Linked DNA regions of Sus scrofa: all the other regions are linked to region 2. Evidence: chromatin contacts called from public Hi-C, HiChIP or PLAC-seq and promoter capture Hi-C data. All regions are on one chromosome and are shown on one strand. Each heading gives the region's core, a stretch centred on a gene start, on an enhancer-like site or on the middle of the called end of the contact. The rest is flanking DNA. Distances are from core to core; before and after follow the strand shown.

Region 1 (2,700 bases), core at 124-2,623, 640 kb before region 2:
GCAGCCTGGTGCCCTTCACTAATTCCTATGTACATGGCTACTATGTAAAGAACGTTCAGTCTTTATTTCTGCCATTATTAAAGTAACCTGTAATTATTCTACAGATGTGTCCCTAATAGGTTATGAGGTGCTCGTCTAGGTTATAGTTAAGGGCAAGGCTCTGGAGTCAAATGAAGCCGCTTGGGTTTCAGTGCAGTCCTGTGTCCTGCTCTGCTGTAAGGAAATTCATCTATTACATGGACACATTTTCTTTTTTTGGCCACCCCGGCTATGTGGAAGTTCCCTAGCCAGGGATCGAACGGGCGCCACGGCAGCGACCCAAGCACCTGCAGTGACAACTCCTTGATCCTTAATCCACTGAACCCAAGAACTCCCCAAGGATACATTTTCAAATGCAAAGACTCCAGTTCCCACATCAAAAGCAAGTGTGTGGACGGATAATTCAAGAAAAGCTCAGGTAAGGCACATAGACAATTTCAGTGTCAGCCTGAAAGTTAAAATGGATTCATGGACATTCTATTGGCATTGTTGTCAATTACATTTTAGGGATCCCTTTTTAAAGCAAAAGTCATTTCTACTTAAGTTTTCACAAGTTTAGATCTTGATGCATCAGATTTTACTGCAGCATGACAATAAACAGCATGTTTACTATCTGCTTAGTAACATGTTAATCGTATCACTTGTGAGGTGGTTTTGATTTTATAGCGCCCTAAATTGTTAAGAAATAGATGGATCAGGGACTGCTCATCAGCAGTTGGCGTTTCTGGGATCTTATCTGTCGGCTTGGCTGCAGGACACGCGTGCGTCAATTTGATGGGAGGAGGTGTTCTGATACACCATTTTCCCCTTGAGAGAAAAAAGGCTTCCCTTGGACCCCGCACGCAGTTGGTTTTGAACCTCGGACACCAGCGTCCATTACGTAACTCCAAGGCGGCCCGGCCTCCAGGCAGTTTTCCGAACCCTCTCCGCGGGGCGGGGTATAAGGTTACAATGCCCGCGGTCGTCCCGGCCTCTACGAGTTTTGCGCGTGGCTGTTAGAGACGTTTACTTTTGAATTTCCCTGAACCGCCGGGTGTGGGCGGCGGCTCGGACCCGCCCCGGAAACCTCTGGGCTCCTTCCCGCCATCCGCTGGCCCGGCCCCGCCGGGGGTCCCCGCAGGGTGGTGGGGAAGACCAGGCCGGCTCAGGGCCCCGGGCCGCCGCGCGAGCAGTCCTCGCCGCCCCTCCCCGCCGCCCTCAGTCCTTCCCCCGCCACGCCCAGCCAGGCGCTCACAGACCCGACAGTTGCCAGAAGGCATGATTTTGAATTTACAGGCCCGCCCCCTGCTGCTGGCTCCCCATTGGCCAGTGACGGTCACGTGAGGTATCAGAGCGCGCCGGCCATCTTGGGAAGCGCGGCGCCGCGGTCCGCGCCACCTCCGCCCCCGCCCGCCCCTCCGCCCTCCTCCCCCCGCCCGCGGCTCAGCGCCGTTTGAGAGGAAACAAAGTGCTGCGGGCGGGAGACTCAGCGGCGGCGGCGGCGCGCGGATTCTGCTCGGCCATCCCGGCCACCCTTGCCCCGTATTTCCCGAGCGTGTGTGTGCGCGCGTGTGTGAGTGTGTGCATGTTTTCTTACACAGGATATTTTACGACTGATTGATTTTGTAGTCCTCCCCCTTTGCCCTTTGTGCTGTAACCCCTCTCCCGCCATCCCAGGTGCTTCGTCCTTCCTCCTCACGCCGGTCTCTCCGCGAGCGTGGGTCGCCGGTTCGCGCCTTCTCTCCCGCTTCGGCCCCTGCCGCCCCTCTTATTCCCGTGCTGCCCACGGCCTCCGCGCCCCGCTCTCCCCGCCGATCGCCATGGCGACAGCGACCCCCGTGCAGTCGCGCACGGGCAGCCGCGCGGGCGGCCCCACCACGCCGCTGAGCCCCACGCGGCTGTCGCGGCTGCAGGAGAAGGAGGAGCTGCGCGAGCTCAACGACCGGCTGGCCGTGTACATCGACAAGGTGCGCAGCCTGGAGACAGAGAACAGCGCGCTGCAGCTGCAGGTGACCGAACGCGAGGAGGTGCGTGGCCGCGAGCTCACCGGCCTCAAGGCTCTCTACGAGACAGAGCTGGCCGACGCACGACGCGCGCTCGACGACACGGCCCGCGAACGCGCCAAGCTGCAGATCGAGCTGGGCAAGTTCAAAGCCGAGCACGACCAGCTGCTCCTCAAGTGAGTGCTCGCCTGGCGGCCGCGGTAACTCACACGAGGGGTGGGGGGCGCAGCTCGGGCGGGAGGGTGAAGGCCTGGGTGCCTACGCCCTTCGGAAAGGGCAGGGTTTCCATCTCCAAGAAGGAGGAAGAATCTAGTGTTTTTCAGCAGGCGCAGGGGTCCCGCAGGGGCCTCAAGTTGTAGCGGTGGTAAAACCGGGATGTACATTTCCCGATCTTGGGTTCCCTGTGGGACCCGGCGAAGTGCGCGCCTCTGACCGCGGAGGAGTAACGCCCGGCTTCGGGCCTCGGACTCCGGGATCCAGAAGGCTTTTGCGCGCCGAGGCCGGGCAAGCGCCAGGTGCGGGGAGGTGGCTTCTGGGCACGCGCTTAAATGCGCGCCACGGTTTCCGGCCGGACCGAGACAAAGCGTCTGGTGGGTTTGCGGGGCAGGAATGGCCGGCTGGGGAGGACGGGCTGCCGGCCTAGAGAATGAATGAGCTCTGCGCGGGCGGAGAGAGGAAG
Region 2 (2,700 bases), core at 198-2,697:
CCTACTCAATCCCAACCCCTCTGAGAAGCCTTGCTCATTTGTCCTATCTGAAGTGGCCTACGGAAATTATGGTCAATATCACATCCCCCTATTGACTTTCTTCAAAGTGCTCATTGCAAACAATACTTCCTTTGTTTATTTTCCTGTTCATAGTCTCTCTCTCTATGAGAATGAAAGCTCCCTCACTGTCTGGATCTTGTCTGTCTTGTTCATTGCTAAATTTCCCATACTGATGTTCAGCCCATCACAGCCACTAATAAATATGTGTAGAATGAATGAAGAAACCAGGAGATCTTACAGCTGTCAAGGGTGTCAACCCAAGAGGATAGAGATGGTAACTGTTTTCAGCACCATCCCAAACAGCACTTTCTGTAGAGTTATCTAGACAACCACCTACACACATTCTCAGTGGATAGAATAAGAGTCATTACCAAAGGCAACAACCCACTGCCCCTGCAAATCACTTTGAAGTTAGGGCAGAGTTAAATAGTGTTAACTCTTCAATGAGGTATTTTTAAATGCTTTAAGCTGTCAAGTCAAGATATCTGTTAATGTTAAATCTACTAATGAGTTCCTGAAGGAATTTGGAAACAACAAAAACAATTTTTTCTGTGTTTCACACTCCTTTGAAAAGCACTTGCATATGTCTTAACTTATTTGACTCCGCTATCTGCTTGATTAGATAGGGCAAATGGTATTATTCCCATCTTACAGGTGGAAATAAGGAGAATTAGGGGGGGAAAGTAACCTGTAGAAGGTCACGTAATCGCACAAGTGGCATGAGGGCATTCCTAGAGCCAAACCGGGACTTCTGATTGCAAATTCCATATTTTTCTCCATATTCATTGATTTATTTAGTATATATTATTGAGCACTGACTTTCAGGAGCTATTTTAAGTGCGGCACAGAACGTTAAGGAAGTTGATCATCTTTGGTTTTGGTTTTCCATCTTTTTTTTTTTTTTTAAAGAAAGTGTAATACAAGAACTTGGCGGGGGGGGGGCGGGGGCGGGAATCAGTATCCTTTTCCCCACCCTGCTCTCGCTCCTGTAAATCTTTTTAAAATAACGTAGGATAAGCCTCCCGCTTCTAGAAAGAGGTCTTGCCTGGAGGTGGGAATTGGACTGGATCATCCCGGCTAACTTATCGCCACCCCCGCGAGGGGGCCACGGCACAAGGTAAGCCAGCTACACTCGGTAACAAGTGTTTCCTTCTCGCAGCAGAGGTTGCAGAGTGGAAAGGTGGGCAGAACTGCTCGAGAAGCCTTCTCGAGCGAGGGAGCGCCCAAGCCGGGCGAGAAGGAGTAACTTTGGATCTAAGGTACTCGAGCAGGTTTAACTAGCGCTCTCGGGGCGGGGCTCCAAGCGAGCGAGAGGGGCGGGGCGGGGCGGGGGCGGGACGAAGCGCGGGGGCGGGGCCATGCGAGGCGCGGGGGCGGGGCCAGGCGCGGGGCGGGGCGGCGGCGCCGACGTGGCAGCCGCAGGGGCTTGCGCCTCCGGTGGCCATCTTGGCGGCGCGGGTGCGCGGGGCGAGCTCTCGGCGGCATCCACCTCGTCTTCTCGCAGCCGTAGTCTCACACCCCAGCCTCCCTAGCTTCCGCTTCACACTGCCAGGCAGTCACTTTCTCGGTCCCGCAGGTGAGAGCCAGGCTGCCAGCAGCGCGGGAGCAAGTGGGTGATGGGATAGGTCGCGGGCGCCCAAGCCGGCGCCTAGGGGCGCAGTCGCTGAGGTGGGCTGGCCGGCCTGTGCCCAGGGGCGCCAGGGTATTTCGGGAGTCCCTTCGTGGTGCAGTCCGAGAGCGGGCTGTGGGAGCATGCAGGGTGCGGCCCGGGCACCGGTGTGCTTCGCGAGATAAGAGGTCCCATCCGCGGTTTGCGCCGTGGGTGCGGCTCGGGGGTCTTATCCGGCACTTTGCTGTTGCGCTGAGACCGACGCCGGCGCCCGCGGCTATTTGGCTCCCGCTTTCTACGCGCTGGCTGGAGGGCAAGAACAGAGGCTGTAGCCCACTGACCTTAGCCCAGGCTAGCCCAGCCCGGCCTGGAGACGTGGCAGAGCCTGGGGGAAGGCCGCTCCCGCCTGGGAGACTCCTAGGTCAACAAATCGGACTGGCAAAGGAAAGTAGCTTCTTTTCCCATAGGTTCCCCCATCGGTGCCCAGCGCTGCTCCAGAGGACTTTTGCGCTCTCTCTTTGTTGGTTCTTGGGACCTGCTTCAGGAAAATTTGCGGGATAGCCCGTGTCCTCGATTGGCAGAATTTGTCCAATCCAGGGGAGTTTTTTTCATTCGAAGTAGTTATTTTGAGAGGCAACATGTAGGTTTCTGCCAACGTAATGCATTTTGGCATGCCAGTCTTTTTTCTGTACAGCCGCTGTGTAGTCAGTGAACATTTGCGTGGAAGTTATTTTGGGATCAGAACTGAGAATGCGAGAATGCGGAGACAAAACTCAGACCCTCCTTCAGTGCTCAATGTATGGTAGTAGAGCCTGTCTTTTGAACCAGTAGCACATTAACAGTAATAATGGCTGGTAATAGCTTTTACGTTTATCAGAGCTTCATTATTCTGTTTCTTGTATTCTTCTAAGTAGCCATCTACTTTTTAACAGAAAAACCACGGCACAAGCAAATTGTAAGCAGGGTCCTTCCAGAGACTAAGGACTCAATTTTCCAAGCCATTTCCATCACTTTTTCTTTGATGTTGATCC
Region 3 (2,700 bases), core at 196-2,695, 580 kb before region 2:
ATAGATTTTAGCTGATGCATGGGCTTTTGAGAGCCCTTGAAATAAAGAAACTCCAAATTTGATTTTAATTAATTATATTGGAATTATTAATAAGTAATGAGCCTTCAGTTTATATTCTCAACTGTTTAAGTCTGATCATTCATCAAAATTCCTACCCTTATCCTATAAGACTTCATCTCCATAACTCCAAAGTTATAAATCTGTTGGTTTTGCTTAATTAGCCCCAGTCCTACTCCAAATAAACATTCTTTTATGCGTTCAGCCTCCAGAGTCGAGAACTACTTGAGGGTGGGTTATGCTGCAGTAAGGTTTTGGCACAGATACTTCTTTATTCATGTTGGAGGGATATTTAAGAACAAATATTTTACACTTGGCTTTAACAAGAAACAGACAGAAGATCCATTTCCTGCCCTTATGGGGAGCATTATATGACTGGATATAAAATAACAATATAAGAGATATCTCAGGGTGCCAGACTAGTGGCTCAGAGCATGAGTTGTAGCAGTCGGATGCTAGAGAAAGCTCTTTAGGTCACTAGAATAGTTGAGAAGATCTCTGGGAAATAGGCTCCTCCAGTATTTTGAAGGACCAGCAGTTATTTGGGTATCAAAAGGCAGATATTGGTATTCTGTTGATACTCAGATTATCTGTTAGTACATTAAGAGACCACCTTAAAACTCGGGGGGCTTAAAACAATGAATTATAATCCCTGTGATTCTGTGGTTTGACTGGGCTTAGCTAGGCAGTTCTTTTGTTCCCCACCATGGAGGGTGAGTTCAGTCATGCAGCTGCACATAGCTGGAAGCTTGGTTGGGGCTAGAATGTTCTCCATGTCTGTTTCTTTGTGGTTTCTCACCATTTGGTAGTTTAGCCCAACCTTTGTTTTGCTGGCTTCCATTGATGAAAATGGAGAGCATTAGATCTCTTAAAGGCCTCTCTTCTCTTGGAGTAAGTCATAGGCCAGCTCCAGTTCCAGGGGAGCGAGGAGCGGAAAAGAATTTATGATGATCTTTTAATTCATCCCAGGCAGTATGTCACAACTTGAGCATTGGGTATATCTGTCCGCCTAGTTGTGTCGTAGGGTGTGTGTGAGAGAGTCTGGAACGCCTAGGCAAGTAGCTTTGCACACTTTGGAGCAAAGGAGAAGGTGGGCAGTATCAGGGCGACTACCTCTAGAAGGGAGATTGTAGAGACTGAGGGCCGATACAGATAGAGATTCACGAAGGCATAGTGGCTGAACTTGAGGGTTAGAGAAGGAAAAAGAAATCAGAGGTGTGTGAGGTTTTAGCTTTTGTGATCAGGTACGATAATGATAGCAAGGCTCAAAACAGGGGAGATGGAGGGTGGATCAGCTATTTTGACGTCACGTTAGAGAGTGACTCCATTGGCCTTTCACACTAATGAGACGGTTTTTTGGTTGACCTTTAAGAAACCAATTTCAGTTTAGTCAAGTGGTGAGTCACAGTCATATTGCGAGATTTTAAGGAATCAGTGAGTGATAAAGAAGTGGATAGAGGGAGCCACTTTGACTTCACATCTGAGAATGAACCCAGGGCACATGCTTCGGGATCAGCCAGCTGCCCATCCACGCAGCCGTCTCCTCTGATGTGGTTGTTCAGAATGCTGTTCACTCGTCTCCTGTTTCCTAGTTAGAAACGGAGGTTACTGAATAGCAGTTTTCTGCTTCAGCTGCATGTTAGAATTACTTAGGGAGCTTTAAAATCACACATAAAGAAATACTCTTCTCCAGTCGAATGAGGAATTCTGGTGTAATTGATCTAGGGACCTAGGTCAGGATTTTTTTCAAAGCTCCCCCGGGTGTGAATGTGCAGCTACAGTAGAGAATCACTGTCTGGGACGGTGTTGATGCCGTCTAGGGAAGACGTCCGAGAGAGAAGGTTAAAAAAGGGTAAGTGAGAAGTAATAAAGGTCCGCGCGAAGCTCAGTACTGCTGAACTTGTCGTATCTCTGCCTTATTTTGAAATGCTGTGATCCGTTTTCTCCTTCGCACTAATGGTTCTCTCTGTTTTCCTCATCAGGGAGCCCCCAGAGGTTCCAATAGAAGCTGTGCGATTATGTAAACTTCTCAAGTCGACTGTCTTCCTCCAAATAAAGAAGTAGGGTAATCCTTACCTACATGCAGTGCAGAGCCTTCTCAGAAGCACAGAATATTTTTATATTTCCTTTATGTGAATTTTTAAGCTGCGAATCTGATGGCCTTAATTTCCTTTTTTGACACTGAAAGTTTTGTAAAAGAAATCATATCCGTACACTTTGTTGCAAGATGTGAACTGTCGACACTGAACTAACTGTGTACTGTTTGGAAAAGGTCCCTCAAATTTTTGACATGTTTTTTGTATGTGTGCTTTTTTTTAAGTTCTTACGAGAAGGGGAGGGGAGGGTAAATAAACCACTGTGTGTCTGGGTATAATTTGAGATTGCTGCATCTAGATTAGCAATCTGCTCTTGATTATTCTCTGCTATATATAACGGTGCTGTGACGAGGAGAAAAGCATTTTTCAATATATCGAACTTTTGTACTGAATTTTTTTGTAAAAACAATCAAGGCTACAAAAATTTTTTTTTAAAATAGAAAAGAGAAATTTTGTAAGAAGGCAATATTAATCTAATCATCATGTAAGCACTCTGGATGAAGGATTCCACAAAACTTTGTTTTATGGTTACTTCTCGTAGATTCTT
Region 4 (2,700 bases), core at 156-2,655, 570 kb after region 2:
GGTTGCATTTAGGTTAAAAATATATTCTACTGCTAAAAAAGTTCAATAATTATATTCCCCTACATTTTACAAGTAGGCCTGCACAGGAAAAGAGTACCTTTATGTTTTACTTGAAATAGCCCAATTCTTCATACCCCAAGCACGTCAAAACTTCCTAGTTAGTAGTCCACGGTTAGTTATTGCTTTCAGTGTATTCATTTATATGCTGTTTCCTATTTTGGGGGGGGAAATGCTACAAGTTAAAAAGGCTCCTTTCTCACCTTCGAACATCACAGCTTTTAAAATGATGGTGTAATCGGAAATGCAGACACACCCACTGCATCTCCACTGGAATTCGTATCTGGTTATGCAAATCTAACGCTGCCAGGCGGGTAAACGCCTCAAAGGCAGCCCAGAGGAAATCCTGCCTCCCTCTAGGCTCAGGCCTGGAGTGGGTGAGGGGATTCGCGGCGGTCCAGAGCTCCTAGCAAGGCCAGGCCTTGCTGGAGGGTGCACCTTGCCCCCAACTCCGGAAGCACCTGCGGGCCCAAGAAGAAAGCCCCAGACATCACCCGCAGGAGAGCAGGGCGGTTAGCGGCACCGGCATCGCCTCGGGTACCACGCGCCGCAGGGGAAGCGGCCGGGTAGTCCTGCAGCATCTCGCGAGATCTCGCCGGCTGGGTCCAATACTGAGAGCTCAGAAACGTAAAAAAAAAAAAAAAAAAAAAAAAAACCAAAAAAAGGAGCAGGCGATACTCTCCGGGGCCACCACCGCGGTGGCAGCTGTCGCTGGAACATCAGCAATAAGCGTGTGCCGAGGCAGGGGCAGCGCTCCCCTTCGCCGGCCCGGCCGGGCACCGTCCGCAGCCCGAGTTGCCGTGGCCTGGGCTGCCGGCCCACTGACGCGCGGTCCCAGGGGCGGGGAGAGAGGGAGGCGGCCGGGGGGCCCGTTCCTCTCCGCCGCAGAGCGGGGCGGGGGAGGGAGGTGGAGGGGTTGGAGGAGGACGACGGAAGAGGAGGAAGCGACGCGGAGATCTTCCCGGAGACGACAACGAGGCGGCGCCCGACCGCTCCCGGACTGTGCTGCTCGTGCTGCCCGAGGCCCGGCGTGGACTGGCCGGACGCGATTCCTGCGTTGGATCGCGCTGGAGCCTGGCACCGAGAGAGTCTCCGCTGCGCGCCACTGCGGGATCGCGGGTGGGCGGGCTGAGAGGCGGAGGAGCCGCGGGCCCCGCCTCCCGCGTGCAGCAGCCGGAGCCGCCACCACCGCGGCCCCGCCGAGGCTTTAAACAGCGGGGACCGCCCCGCGGCTGCTGCACTCGCGCGCAGACTCGCCTGTCGGAGGCGTTCGTGCCGGCCCGGGCTAGCGGCCGCGAGCGCGACTGGGAGAGCGACTCCCTTACCTGGCGTTGCGGCCGCAACCATCGCCGGCCAGGGGTGCGGAGGGCGTGCAGTCCGCGAGGTCCGCCAGGCTCTCTCGGTCCGCCGGGGGTCGGGCGGAGATGGAGCCGGGGCCCAAGGCGCCCTCCCCCGGCGCCCCGAGGCTGGCGGCGGGTGGGGAGACGCCTCCAGCCGCCGCGCTGGCTGCCGCCGGGGTGGACCTGCCCGGCACGGCGGTGCCCTCAGTGCCTGAGGATGCTGCGGCTGCGAGCCGGGGTGGCGGCGGGGTGCGCGGGGAGGGTGCCGCGGCGGCCGGGGACGGACTGGGCAGACCCTTGGGGCCCACCCCGAGCCAGAGCCGCTTCCAGGTGGATCTGGTTTCGGAGAATGCCGGGCGGGCGGCGGCGGCTGCTAGCGCTGGCGCGGGCGGCAAGGAGACCCCGGCAGACGGGAAAGCCAACGGCGAAAGCGGTCTAGCCAAAGGCAGCGAGGAAGCCAAGGGCCGTTTCCGTGTGAACTTCGTGGACCCGGCTGCCTCTTCGTCGGCGGATGAGAGCATGTCGGATGCGGCGGGGATCGGCGGCGAAGGGCCCAACGTGAGCTTCCAGAACGGCGGGGACACAGTGCTGAGCGAGGGGAGCAGCCTGCACTCGGGCGGCGGTGGCGGCAGTGGGCACCACCAGCACTACTACTATGACACCCACACCAACACCTACTACCTGCGCACCTTCGGCCACAACACTATGGACGCCGTGCCCAGGATCGACCACTACCGGCACACAGCGGCGCAGCTGGGTGAGAAGCTGCTCCGGCCCAGCCTGGCAGAGCTTCATGATGAGCTGGAAAAGGTGAGCTCCCCTGGCCCTCTCTCTGCAGCCCTGCCTGCTTCCCCCAGCCACTAGCCCTCGCTGACCGTGGGTTATAGTCGCGCACCCGCGGGTGAAGCGGTGGGAATGGACGTGCATGACTCGCTGGCATCTCTGGATTCAGCTGTCAAGGGTGGAATTGCAGAAGAATGTAACTTAATCTCTTAAAAGTTTGCAGCGGGTTGGGCTAGTTACGTGATACCGGAGAGACTGCATTTAACAACCTTTCCCATCCAGTTATATATCTTGCGTACGGTTTTTTTTCCCTCCTCACCCACGCTTAAACAATTACCATTCTTCTGAATGACAGTTGTGCTTTAAAGCCCCAGAAGGGAATGTGCAGGAGGTTTAGGTGAGGACTTCTCTCTGGAGAGCGTGGAGATCATCCACCTACCGTCGGTGTCCTTTTTAAAAGGTTGTACTATATGGCTTATGTACACCCATTAGGGTTCCCAAGAGTGGGGATATAAGTGTT
Region 5 (2,700 bases), core at 124-2,623, 730 kb before region 2:
CTAAATGAGTGCCTGTTGTGGTGCAGCAGGTTAAGGATCCAGTGTTACCACAGCTGTGGTGTAGGCTGCCGAGCAGGCTCAGAGCAGGCTCAGATTCAATCTCTAACCATGGGACTCATATGCCTCCAGCACAGGCAAAAGGGGGGGAGGGGGTAGATCTTTATATTTTGATATAGAATAAGTCCAGAATAAGCTGCTATATATATATATTTTTTTTTGAGGGGGGGGTTGCGGGGTTGGGGAGGGGCTTCCATATGCTGCAGGCCTGACCATAAAAATAAAAAAAATAAAGAATAGTAAAGGGTACAAATAAGATCCTCTTCATGCAAAAAAAAAAAAAAAAAATTCAATGAATATTTCTTGACCATCTTTATATACAGGAAGTCACCTGACTGGACATAGGTGGGAAAAATAGTGAATAAAGCAGACATTTTAGTGGAACTCAGACGAGAAAGAAAAATACACATGGCAATTGATGCCATGAAGGAAAAAAAAAAAAGAGGCTGAGAATGACAGTAGAGGACTCTATTTTAGCGAGGGTGGTCAAAGAACACCTTTTATTAAAAGGTGGCATTTATTTGTTGTGCACCTGAAACTAATACAACATTGTAAGTCAACTACAATAAAATTACAAAGAACAAAGGTGGCAGGGAGTTCTCCGATTGTCTAGCGGGTTGAGGCACTTGTGTTCTCACCACTGTGGCTCTGATTGCAGCTGTGTGGTTGTAGGTTCTATCCCTGGCCCTGGAATTCCCACAACTGCCTGGGTGGCAAAAAAGAAAAACGAACAAAAAAACCAAGAGAGAACCTGAAATGTTGCACTCTCATTTAAAAAAGAAAAAAAGAAAAGAAAAACCGGTGTTATTTTATCAGAATTCTGAATCATCTGAGAGCATAACCTAGGTAAGAATAGGGTGTCGGGATGTTTGAGCCTCTGCCAGGCAGAGGGAACAGCAACAGCAAAGGCCTTGGGGCGGCGAAAGGACAAAGGCTGCCTGAGGAACAAGAGCGTGAGCAGCGACAGTGTGGCTAAAGAGCCGCTGGGGAGGGACACCAGACTGAGGGACACACCTGCAGCCCTGCTGGCTGTGCAGTGAACTCAGCGTGTGGGGGAAAGCCCTGGAAAGTCTGAGCAGGGCGGCGACCTCACCTCCCGTTTGGAAGGCTCTCCAGGAAGCTCCACGCAGAGTGGATCTCAGAGGAGCAAAAGTAGAAGCAGGAAGGCATGCACAGAGCATCCAGGTGAGCGTTGTGAGGCCGAGGAAGGAATCCCCCAAGGCTGCCATCCGCCCGCAGGTTTAGGTTACAAGGAAACAGGTCAGAAGAAAAGGCGCCAGAATGCTGGCGCTGCAGGGCACTCCATTTTCCCAGAGTAGCGCCAGGGAACGCTGTGCAATGACGAGGCGACATCTGCGAATCCCGACCCAGGCGTCTGGGCCAAGCCCCCACCGGCCGCCGGGGCTGCCACAGCCCCCTCGCGGGGGCGCCCGAGCAGCCGCCGCCCGCCGGACCCGCCCGCCGCCCCGCCGGAAGTGCTCTCCGGCCCGCTGCGCGGCGCCGCGGGAAGATGGCGCAGGAGGCCGGCGACATGGAAGATGGGCAGCTTTCCGACTCGGATTCCGACATGACGGTGGCACCCAGCGAGAGGCCGCTGCCGGTGCCGGTGAGTGCGGAGGACGGCCGGGTGACTCTGGGCTGGGAGGGCGGAGCCCTGGCTGCGAGGAGCCGCAGGCGGCCCTCGGCGCGAGCCGGCCTGGCGGGGAGGGTGAGGGCCCGGCGGGCGTCCTCCGGCCCGGCGCGCGGAGCTGAGGAGTCGGCGGCGCGCAGAACCCGGGGGGCGGCGGCGGGGGTGGCGGCGGCAGCGGGCCTTCTGAGCCCCGCCGGCATCTCTTTGCAAGGCGGGGCCCACGAGGTGTGCGGCCTCTTGAGAGGCGGGCGTACGACCATCTCTTCCCCGCCTCGCGTGATCCGCTCCGCGTTTTCTAAACCTACAGGCTTCCCCACATCGGCGCCACTAGGTTCTCCCAGACGGGCAGATTTTGCCCAAGGTATAGAACTGGAGGACATCGGTCCGCAAACAGCTTTTGGCGCTCCTTTTCGCCCTGAGCAGATAGGGAGTGAAGACCTGGGGTGAAGTTCATCACCTGCTCAGGGGCCTGGTCTTTCATATTCCCATGGAAGACTATGGAAGCTCCGTTTTGCCATAATGTGGCACTAGGTTTTGTGTTAGCTTCCTAGTTTTCTACGTAGGTGTTTGTCTTTACCGCCCTACTAAGTAGCAAGCTCTTGTGGTTCTAAATGCCTGGTTGCCCGCTTTCAAATTCTAGCGCCGCCACCGGGTGATGGGTATTTTAGCCGGTGGCCCCATCTTTAGAATAGGAATGATAATAGTATGGCACTGATAGGCTGTAAGGTTTCAGAGGAGCCTGAGTAATGGCCGACCGGGGTTAGTGTCATTATTATTTCAAGATTAAAAGACTTATTTTCTTGACCTGAATCTCCCCACTCCCACTTCTAGCATATAATAGGAACTCAACAAATTGTTTAACGTAAAGGTGATTGCTTTTGCATAGAAATGTCTTAGGAAAATCGGTACCAAGATATTTTTATTTTTCAATCTTTTAGTTTATATTGCATAGATTAACCCATGACTTAGTGAACCTAATGCCATGAACTCTGCGGTTTTAAAAGTATTTTGTC

What was found. Promoter capture Hi-C pulls out the DNA fragments that hold promoters and counts their contacts. Hi-C and Micro-C count contacts between places; a contact is called where the count stands out from the background. HiChIP or PLAC-seq counts read pairs in DNA pulled down with a chosen protein or histone mark.
Region 1: a promoter capture Hi-C map of fetal liver shows a contact between it and region 2, with 5 times the contacts expected there. The contact joins the promoter of LMNB1 here to the promoter of PRRC1 in region 2. A contact is called at or near these places in 2 of 5 promoter capture datasets (fetal liver and liver) and 1 of 47 Hi-C or Micro-C datasets (liver).
Region 3: a Hi-C map of embryonic fibroblasts shows a contact between it and region 2, with 4 times the contacts expected there. The contact joins the enhancer-like site here to the promoter of PRRC1 in region 2. A contact is called at or near these places in 3 of 5 promoter capture datasets (fetal liver, fetal skeletal muscle and liver), 2 of 47 Hi-C or Micro-C datasets (embryonic fibroblasts and subcutaneous adipose tissue) and 2 of 2 datasets of contacts at active chromatin or transcription factors (alveolar macrophages and skeletal muscle).
Region 4: a Hi-C map of skeletal muscle shows a contact between it and region 2, with 5 times the contacts expected there. The contact joins the promoter of LOC100516424 here to the promoter of PRRC1 in region 2. A contact is called at or near these places in 2 of 47 Hi-C or Micro-C datasets (skeletal muscle and subcutaneous adipose tissue).
Region 5: an H3K27ac HiChIP or PLAC-seq map of skeletal muscle shows a contact between it and region 2, with 3 times the contacts expected there. The contact joins the promoter of PHAX here to the promoter of PRRC1 in region 2. A contact is called at or near these places in 3 of 5 promoter capture datasets (fetal liver, fetal skeletal muscle and liver) and 2 of 2 datasets of contacts at active chromatin or transcription factors (alveolar macrophages and skeletal muscle).

The regions. Positions count from the first base shown.
Region 1 is chr2:129,805,855-129,808,554 of Sscrofa11.1, forward strand. It overlaps LMNB1 (lamin-B1), which reads left to right and starts at 1,374. Exons shown (of 11, transcript XM_003123882.5): 1 at 1,374-2,197. The coding sequence starts at 1,839.
Region 2 is chr2:130,442,120-130,444,819 of Sscrofa11.1, forward strand. It overlaps PRRC1 (protein PRRC1), which reads left to right and starts at 1,448. Exons shown (of 9, transcript XM_021084706.1): 1 at 1,448-1,636.
Region 3 is chr2:129,859,371-129,862,070 of Sscrofa11.1, forward strand. LMNB1 (lamin-B1) reads left to right here. Exons shown (of 11, transcript XM_003123882.5): 11 at 2,040-2,700. The coding sequence ends at 2,081. Among named protein-coding and RNA genes, the nearest start is that of LMNB1, 53 kb to the left of the region's middle. Within about 2 kb of position 1,446, at least 4 of the 83 cell types and tissues checked have an H3K27ac peak or open chromatin away from gene starts, as enhancers often do. A contact at or near this core is called in alveolar macrophages and embryonic fibroblasts, where this site is marked.
Region 4 is chr2:131,015,136-131,017,835 of Sscrofa11.1, forward strand. It overlaps LOC100516424, which reads right to left and starts at 1,406. Exons shown (of 6, transcript XM_021084715.1): 1 at 261-1,406. The coding sequence starts at 1,404. The coding sequence ends at 571. It overlaps SLC12A2 (solute carrier family 12 member 2), which reads left to right and starts at 1,295. Exons shown (of 27, transcript XM_003123899.5): 1 at 1,295-2,207. The coding sequence starts at 1,482.
Region 5 is chr2:129,712,270-129,714,969 of Sscrofa11.1, forward strand. PHAX (phosphorylated adapter RNA export protein) reads left to right here and starts at 1,374. Exons shown (of 5, transcript XM_005661605.3): 1 at 1,374-1,663. The coding sequence starts at 1,568.